Regions from separate parts of the Sus scrofa genome. Here region 1 is linked to region 2. A link is a contact called in public Hi-C data. All regions are on one chromosome and are shown on one strand. The core of a region is the stretch at or near the end of the contact, and the rest is flanking DNA. Distances in the headings are between cores, read along the strand shown.

The links. A called contact is a pair of places that touch in the nucleus more often than the background predicts.
Region 1: a contact with region 2 is called in a Hi-C map of liver, with 1.6 times the contacts expected there. The contact joins the promoter of MTTP here to the enhancer-like site in region 2. A contact is called at or near these places in 1 of 5 promoter capture datasets (liver), 6 of 47 Hi-C or Micro-C datasets (heart right ventricle, liver and skeletal muscle) and 2 of 2 datasets of contacts at active chromatin or transcription factors (alveolar macrophages and skeletal muscle).

The regions. Positions count from the first base shown.
Region 1 is chr8:120,869,721-120,874,523 of Sscrofa11.1, reverse strand. MTTP (microsomal triglyceride transfer protein) reads left to right here and starts at 3,056. Exons shown (of 18, transcript NM_214185.1): 1 at 3,056-3,171. The coding sequence starts at 3,111.
Region 2 is chr8:120,740,983-120,745,972 of Sscrofa11.1, reverse strand. The region is part of intron 1 of LOC106507156 (a long non-coding RNA gene); the gene reads left to right. Among named protein-coding and RNA genes, the nearest start is that of DAPP1, 42 kb to the right of the region's middle. Within about 2 kb of position 3,057, at least 4 of the 83 cell types and tissues checked have an H3K27ac peak or open chromatin away from gene starts, as enhancers often do. A contact at or near this core is called in liver and skeletal muscle, where this site is marked.

The DNA.
Region 1 (4,803 bases), core at 1,807-4,306, 130 kb before region 2:
GTTCTGCATCTGCTGATACAGAGGGCTGACTGTTTTCTTAACCTATCGAAAAAATTTTTTTCAGGATTCCTTGAAAATGCTAATTCCCTCACTGAATTGAAAATACTGTTAGACTTTATTATGACCACTTGAAGAGTCCCTCTCTGTTTTTTTTTTTTTTTTCCATTAATGTCATGCTTCTTTCTAGAACAGAGTAAAGTATTCTGATATTATAAAGACCTTTTTCTCTCTAGAGCTATCATACATTCTGACTTAATCTATCTATATATGGTAGGGCAGTACATTTCCTTCCAACCTTTAGTGGGGTAAAGTTCACTTATCTTCTAATCTAGGAAATGAGTTAACTCTGAACAACCTCTGGTACTCAAAAGAACCATGACTGTACTTTGGAATTAGCAGTCTTTATTTCATAGTTTCTTATTATCACTGCAAAATGATAGTATAGCATATATTCCCAGTGTTATGTACTTACTAATGGAATTTCATTGTTTTAAAATCTATTATTTGATTTTGACCTGGCCAACACAAATCAATTTTTTCCTCTGGAACATCTAACCACAGTGTTCTGTTAGCCTCCATGCAAAAGTGTGATGGACTTATTGAAAGATAGTCCCAGTTAATAGTTCTATGTCATCCGTAAGAAATCAGTCAGTTTTTCCAAAATCTATCTGTAATATATTTTAAGTAAAGGAGAATGTTGCATCTCAAGGCCTCAAGGTTTGTTTTACTATGGTCCATAAATCATTTTACTAAATTAGTTTGAAAATCGTTTTTCTAATATATGAGGTGATTGTTAGGATATACTACAAAATGTAAAGTTCTTGGCATAGTGTATTATACATAGTAATTATTCCATAGATGGAAGCTCTTGCGGTTTTTTTTTTTTTTCTTTTTTCAATTGTTCTGTGCTTCTGTCTTGCTTCACATGCTATGAAAAAGAGCTGATGAGTTTGGGGAGGTGTCTCCCACCTGTAGTGCACAAGGTTTGCTTGGCTTGATCAGCAGAGCTACGGAAGAGAATGCCTCTCTTTGGTACATAGAATTCACTGAATATGGAAGGGGTTTGGCATTTTTATTTCATCTCTGTGAAACAATCTTTAGTCTTTCAAATATCTTTGTAAAAAATTACAGGCAAGATAGAAAAGAATGATGGTATTTATTACCAATAGAAACAGTCTTATTTGAACATCCTATGTTGAAATAACTACTTAATACAGTGACTCATAGGAGCTTTCTAGTGGTAGGCAAATGAAAACAAAACAAATGAAACAGCATTTAATTTGTTAGGCAATAGTGATATGCCTTTTATTGGTTGGACTCTGATAAACACCTGACAACAAATGGTACTTTACCCGAAGAGACACGTATCATGCACCACATAGTCTAACCATAAACATGTCACTGTGAGCCTCAAGTGGAATACGAAAGGCAGTTTTCACATGATTCCAGGTAGTCCTTAATTTGAATAAGTAAGTATTTAAAGCTTAAGTGACTATAGTGGCTTCGTGTTACTGTGCATGTAATGCAGAAATTGTGGGAATACACAAAAATCTATTCAAATGTAAAGCACTAAAGCGCTTTTCACATTACCTTGTATTTGTAAAGCCCACTATTCATAAAAACATTTCTTCAACAGTTAATTTTCTAAGACCATTTTCTGTTTACCCCAAGACAAATTATTTATATCTTTAAGGTGATAGTCACAACCAAATATTTTTTGTGTAGGTAATTTAGCCAAGATTTATATATAAAACAGGTTAACAAGTGAAATTCTAATCTCAATAGACAGTAAAGGTGAACAATTTCCACGTTTAAGATCTTTATATAAAACATAATTCAAGGAGAAATACGCTTAACTCTGGAGATTTTAAAATTTTAGATTTCATCTTGTAGCCCTTTCTATCAAGTTGACTATCTTTTACCTGGGTTGTCTAGAAGATTTGAACTTAAGGTTAGGATTCTAGAAGAGGCTTTAGAGAAAGATGAGGGTAAAATTAAGACCCTCATTCTATGCTTAAGAACCCATTTTATGGCTATAAGTATTTTCTAGTTCATTCAAATAGCCCTTTGCCAGCACCTTATTCGTTCCTTTGCCAAAACATCCCCATATGCTCCCCACAACCACCCTGTTTCAATAGGTTTTGTTCACATCAGGTTTATATTGCAGGAGTTTCCAAGGACAAAAGTGGGTTTCATTCGTGTGGCTCCACTCACACTAAGTTACTTGCTTTAATTGTAGAGAAGTTTCCTAATTAATTTTCCGCAGCAAAATTGTTAAGGGCTGGAATTCCCCTCTTGAATTTCTTCCTAGAATTAGGATTCAGAAAGCACAGGGGATTCCATCCAGTTGGTTTGGGGACTCAAGATAAGTGTTTCTTGTCATAGGGGTAGTTAGAGGTCTACTGTGATAAACTCAACTGCTTGCTAGTGTGCTAATAATGACAGACACATAAGAATCACACGTAAGGAGAATCATCTAGGTTTCAGAAATCAGTTTTATCATTTTAACATTATTTTGAAGGGATTGGTGGTGGAAGTAAAAATTTTTAAATTTAAATCCTATAATTCAGAATGATTTTTTAATAATAGCATACACATGGTATTAAAAAACTCCAGATGACCATACAAGACAATAAAATTCAATGAAATGTATTTGAGTTTGCAATTCCTCACCACCTTCCCACGTAAAGTGGTAAATGTGAAGACAGGCATTTGATGTTACGGGAATGAGGATGATTTATGTTTGGAGCAGAAAAGTATCATCATCAGTTTTCCTTGAATGTCTATCAGTACTTCTGAATTTAAAGGATGGTAGACTGGTTTACTTGAACTCTCAAAAGTGACATTTTTTTCTTGGTCTTCCTTATTGAGTAAAGAATAAATAAAAAGAGTGAGAGATTGGAAACCGGAGCCCACCAAAGTTTAATCATTAATAGTGGGCCCTTCTGTGAACTTAGGTCCTGATTTTGGAGTTTGGAATCTGACCTTTCCCCCAAAGATAAACATTGTTGCAGGTTCGAGGAGGGTCACTCCCTTGCTGCCACCGCAAGAATCCACTTCTCAGTGACTCCTCGCTTGGAACTGGATGCACTAGAGGGGAGCTGGTCAATATGATTCTTCTTGCTGTGCTTTTTCTCTGCTTCATTTCCTCATATTCAGCTTCGGTTAAAGGTACGTTCGTGTTGCCTTTTGCTAAACTATAATTTTAATCCTTGAGGGGGAAAATTGTGTGGGTGGGTGGGTGTGTGTAGTGTAGTGAGAGAGTCCTAACTAACTCTTTAAGCCATCTTCAAAACCATGGAACTTTGGAATGTTGGTGAAGGCAGGACTGGGTTGGAATGAAAATCAAATTCAAATTCCTACATACATTAAGAAAACAGAGGCTCCTTTTAGTTTCTTGCTTCATTCTCTCATTCATGGTGTATTTTTAAAAAGGGAGAAAAAAGATGCCAGCTATTGTTACCTTCTGCTGTTGGTCACTCAATGAATGCAGCTCCTTCATTTGAATTGTAAAAGTGGGCTTAAAAAACCAGTTCTTAAATTTCCTTCTAGTTGCTTAGCAATGGGACATCAAGAAGAATTAGATCCAATGAAAAAGGCATTTGACTTGACAGAGAATTATGAATGAAATGGTAAAGTCTGTATTTAATTCCATTACCATTCAAAAGAGAATTATCACGGTTATGAATTACAGAAAATAAAACGACATGATATAGATTTTAAGAAATAAGACATTATCTTTGGAAAAATAGTGTTAGTCATTTTAGATTCTATTTCAAGATAAAACTGATTTTAAAACACCTAAGGATTGATATCTTTCAGAGGAAATAAACATTTTATGAGTAATGGTTTCCAAAAAACTGTATGCAATGTATTCATAGGGAATCTTGTTTTAAGTCAATTCATTTATATATGCGGTGAATTTCTAGATGTTGTACCTGTAAAATGATCACTTTTTAGAGTCTCTTAAGATAATTCACCATGAATGCCAGTTGATCTAACACATAACTCAGCATGATAGGATGCGATTTCACTCACTGTGAACCCTAAGTAACTGATATAAACAATTCACTTTTAAACTTATAAAGCCCTTTAGGGATAACTGGCTTTCTTTTTTTCATAAAGTTTATCTCAAGATTTTTTGCGTTGAAAATTTCCACTTGAGGACAAGAGACCATCTTTGTTACCAGAACAATAAATGGGGACTAAATTATTTCACCCAAGCAAATCACACTTTAGGTTCTTGAACTAAAGAACCTGAGATAATATATATATATTTTAGTAGTTTCTCAAGTATTTTGTATTTAAACGTACAACCCTTAGTTGGATGAAAACAAATTTTAATGAGAAAAAGTTTTGTAACTTACACTTGATAGGTAATTGTTATACAGAGAGCTTACTATTTTTGTTATCTGTCAAGTACACTGTTGAATATTTGAAATACGATTGATTTATATACCATGAGATAAGACCTTATACCATGATTTTACAAAAAACAATTGAGATATAGTAGCTATTGTGGTGTTCTCTTTTTTTCCCCACCTTGCAAGTGAGCACATTGGATAACTTGATGTTTTTAAATACATGCTCTTATAAAGATTTAAAAATACACACACACACACACACACACACACACATGACAATGGACAATGGCATGCAGGGAGCTATGACCTAGAACATAACAGAGAGCTACAGTTTGTTGTATAAGCTCAGTGGCAAACCCAGAATTTTAGATCCTGAAGCTTATGCAATTTAGGGGCAAAATTTGAGAAAAGATAACAAAATACCTTACTTTTTGCAAAT
Region 2 (4,990 bases), core at 1,808-4,307:
GCAGGTTAAGAATCTGGCATTTTTACTGCTGTGGCTCTGGTTACTGCTGTGACATGGGTTCAGCCCCTGGCCCAGGCAGTTCTGCATGCCATGGGTAAGGCCAAAAAAAAGAAAAAAATATCGGGGGGATGAGGGGTTCCTGGCATGGATCACCACTGCATGTTGGAGGTGTTTGCTTCAGTCAGAGTGGATGCTTCTACAAGTTCAGGGCTAGGCTGATAAATGCAGAGCATGTCTTTTGGTAAAAGACAATGTCACAAAGAATAGCAGCACTGGGAGTTCCTGCGGTGGCTGAGCAGTAATGAACCTGACTAGTATCTATGAGGATTCGGATTTGATCCCTGGCCTCGCTCACTGGGTTAAGGATCTGGTGTTGCCTTGAGCTGTCGGGTAGATTGCAAACATAGCTCAGATCTTCCATTGCTGTGGCTGTGGCATTGGCCGGCAGCTGCTGCTCTGATTAGACCCCTAGCCTGGGAACTTCCATATGCTGACGGTGTGGCCCTAAAAATCAAGATAATATAATAAGAATAACAACATTGGGGTTCCTGCTATGGCACAGTGGGTTAAGAATATGACTGCAGGAGTTCCTATTGTGGTTCAGTGGTTATGGAACCTGACTAGCATCCAGGAGGACGTGGGTTTGATCCCTCGGTTAGGGGTCTGGCGTTGCCATCAGCTATGGTGTAGGTTGCAGACTCAGCTCAGATCCCCAGTTGCTGTGGCTCTGGTATAGGCCGGCGGCTGCAGTTCCGATTGGACCCCTAGCCTGGGAACCTTCAAAGGCCATGGGTGCGGCCCTAAAAAGACAAAAAGACCAAAAAAAAAAAAAAAAAAAAAAAGAATATGACTGCAGCAGCTCAAGTCACTGCAGAGACGTGGGTTCGGTCCCCAGCCCAGCACAGTGGGTTAAAGGATCTGGTGTTGCCTCAGCTGTGGAGTAGGTCACAGAGATCTGATTCAGTCCTTGGCCAGGGAACCTCCACGTGCTGTGGGTGTGGCCATCAAAAAAAAAAAAAAAACAGCAATACTATTGCTATTTATTTAATGCTTTAATTTAATTTATTTAATGCTTCGCTATTCTGAAAATAGTTTCAAAAACACTATCTCTTCCGATACAGCCACCCAATAAAATATGTAGGTTTGCTATCAATAACCTTGTGTTAGAGATAAGAAAACTCAGGTCGCAAACGCTTCCATGACTTTCCAAAGGTCACAGGGGAACAAGGCGGCAGGGTAGAGCTTCAACGTTAGCCTGCTGACTCGAAATCTTTAGACCACTGCATTGATTATTATTTTGTATCGCCTTTTTTGCATGGGGAATGGTGCCTAACATTCAGGATGACTGTGATGGTGTCGTCTGGGTGCTGATTAGCAGACTTAGTCTTATAGGGATCATTTGGGGAAGAGAAGAGGGGCAGTATTTCTTTCCAAAGTGAGTTTGTGCTCAGTCCTGCCTCTCCCTGTGCACAGCAGCAGTGAGTCCTGAGCAGAGGACACAGGCCTGTCTATTTCGTTTGTTTAGAAATCCCAGCCACTGGGGGAAGAGATCATTAAAGGGCTGTGAGTAGGAGCACCTTGGGAGTGGAGGCTATTTCTATCTCCGCTACTAACCGAGTAGTAAGACCTTTGGCAGGTCCCTGCCCCGTCTCTGAACTCAGAGTCCTCATTCATAAAACGAGGAGGTTGGAATGTATTATCTCATCGCTACCTTCCAACTTGAACATATATTTACGATTCTACCATACAGGTGCTCAGTCCTCTATGTGCCAACCTCAAGACTGCATGTATTCCTAAATGCAGGCTTTTCACATTCTTTCCAAGATAATGAAGCGCACTAAAAAAATTTTATAACACTTCCAGGAGAGGCTGAGGCAACACTCCCAAATCAAACACATTAATATTTCTCCAGTAAAATACAAGGCTGGTCACGCTTGGCGAAATAAATTAAGAGGATTAACAGCCTTGCGTCAGTTCAGGGAAGATTTTGTTGCCAAGGGAATTGGCCACAAACACAAACAAGCAAGAAACTCTGTGGGTTCTCAGACCACTGTGAACTTCAGAATTGTGGATAGGCAATTGTGTATATGTACTCAATTCTGATTATTGGTCATTCATTAATAAATCATGATGTAGATAAGTGAAGTCTGCTAAATAAGCCTAGGGTGTACTTTTTTAACCCTTCTGGAGATATGGTTTCATTTAAAAAAATAAAAATTCTTTTCTTAATATTTATTCTTTGGGTTTCCAAATTTCAAAGCTAAGACAATAGGCATTTTTTTTCAGGCCTATATTTCTATTCCAGTATTTCATTATGATGCAAAAAATTATTATCTCAGGTAACGTGTCTGGGAAAAGTATAAATGAAAATGAAAACAAACTCCTTTTTCTTATGTGAAAGCGTAGAATAAATTTCATGAAAATAGTAACTGAATGAAAACTTATCCAAAAACATGTGACACAATTTAACAAATAATGTTGTTTGTTTTGTGTTCTATTAATTAGGGTCATGTTAACCTGACGTTTGGCCAAATATAAAAGGGGAACAAAATTCAGTAACTTCTGTCCCCAGAACAGTGCTCCCAGAAAGCTCCAGGCATTCTCGGTTCTCACGTCAGGTCCTCACATTGAACCTGAGTCTCCCTCCTGCAAGGTCTCCGTTTCCCAAATAACTATTAATAGCGCTGCCAACCGTGGCACCTTCCTTCACTCACTCAGCACTTTCTGTCACACATTAATGATACTCCACAATGGAAAAACACCTCTGAACTCTGTTTAAATAAGTCTTTCCTGGGAGTTCCTGTTGCAGCTCAGCGGTAACAAACCCACCTCGTGTCCCTGAGGATGTGGGTTCGATCCCTGTGCCTTGCTCGGTGGGTTCAGCTAGTAGGTTCCAGATGTGGCTCAGATCCCGCATCACAGCGGCTGTGGTGTAGACTGGCAGCTGCAGCTCTGATTCAACCCCTGTGAACTTCCATATGCTCTATGCTTGACCCTAAAAGGACAAACAAACAAAAATTCTTTCCCAAGTTGAGCCTGTGTGCTCATAATACAGAAAGGGAAACTAGAGGTCGGGAGCCAGCAGCAAACATCATTCGATCTTTCCATTGGGAGTTGAGAGCAGAGAACAATCGTCTGGCACTTTCGGTGAGCAGCCAAATGCGAAGCTGAAACTTCGCAGGTGTCCAGCCCTAGAAACATAAGCGAGAGAAAGCTCTGGGGGAGGGACAGAGGGAGGAAGGAGAAGAGGGAGGGAAAATTTTGTAGAATGGTGTTGGTTATGGACGTTTTCTGTGAAATACCCACCAGATCCAGTGTCCATTCCCGCTCATTCATGACTCTGATGAGAAGGAGGATGTCAGCCCATCCCTGTGCCAGGTGTGGGGAGCAGCGGGATGCACAAGACATTTGGACCTTAGAGCTCAGTGAAAGAAACCAACAGGAGGCAAGTGAGAAAAAAGTATAAACGCTATGAAGGAAAGCCACCGTGTACTCACAGGCCACATACCTTGTAGAGGATGCTTCTGATAGCATTGTGGGTGGAGGCCTTTCTAGGAGGGGAGGGCTAGACTGAATCCTGAAGGAGGGCAGTAAGTCAGCCCCAGGAGGCACGCCCAGGGCCAAAGCCACGGAAGGGAAAGGCCTCGGAAGAGAAAGGAGGTAGGGGGATGAAGTGGGAAAAGAGGCAGGATCTGGGGCTGCGGGGCCTGCAGGTCACAGGAGGAGACTGTGCTTATGGCAGGGACAACAAGAAGGCCCTGCAGGGCTTCAGGAAAGAATGATAGGTTTCATATTTTATTTTATTTTTTAATTTTTTTGTCTTTTTTGCCTTGTCTAGGGCTACTCCCATGGCATATGGAGGTTCCCAGACTGGGGGTCTAATCGGAGCTGTAGCCACTGGCCTACGCCAGAGCCACAACAACACGGGATCCGAGCCGCCACTGCAACCTACACCGCAGCTCACGGCAACGCCAGATCCTTAACCCACTGAGCAAGGCCAGGGATCAAACCCGCAACCTCATGGTTCCTAGTCGGATTCCTTAACCACTGCTCCACGATGGTAACTCCCAGATATCATATTTTAAAGCAAACATGTCAGCTGCCTTGTGAAAAATTGATTGGGAAGGGTCACGGGTGGAAGTGAGAACACTAGTTAGAAGGCTGATGTGGGCAAGGATATTGTGAAAATTTAAGACTCTTCTAATACACTGTGACTAAAGGCTGGTTGATGAGAGGATGAGGTGTTACCTTTTCATGTCATCGTCCTCCAAGCGTTATGGTTCTTAATCACCTTTTTGTGTATCTTTCTATTTTGTCAACGTGCAAGCTCTGTATGATTTTAAAAAACCATATTTATTTCTGGGTGTGGATACTTTTTTATAATTTAAATAGAAGACATCCACAAAGACCATATTGTTAAAGACCTAAGCATCCACACTGCCCTTGGGTGAACAGTTCCTTTTTAACTTGTCCACATCCTAGAGGATATTCAAGACATAATTTGTGCTTCCTTTCAACCTTTATCATCCTAGGTTGAAAGCTCTGTCTCATATAGATGCCCCTTTATTATTCCATCCATGGCCAGTCCTCATACCTCTCTTTTTTTCTAAGTTGACTAATGGGTTTTCTTGAGATGTAGAATTAGCACTGCATCTGAGAAGCCAGTCTTGATTCCTGTGTTTTATTTTCTTTCCTTTAGAGCAAATTTTTACCTTGTATTATGTTTCAGTGAGTCAGCAGTTTGTTTCAGCTCAGAGCCGTAGAGGGTGAGGGCAGTATCTGTCGTTTTGTGTGTGCTCATGTGTGGGGATGTGTGTGTGTGTGTGTGTGTGTGTACACATGTGTGCATGCTGGCTTTAATGATCATATTGTTAGAATTCTTACTCAGGTTTTCATATGTCGATACCCACTTTCATCATCCTGTTAAGACTCTGCTGTCATGGTTGGCTGAGTGGTCTCAATGGTCTCACCAGTGAAATGTGGTTAAATA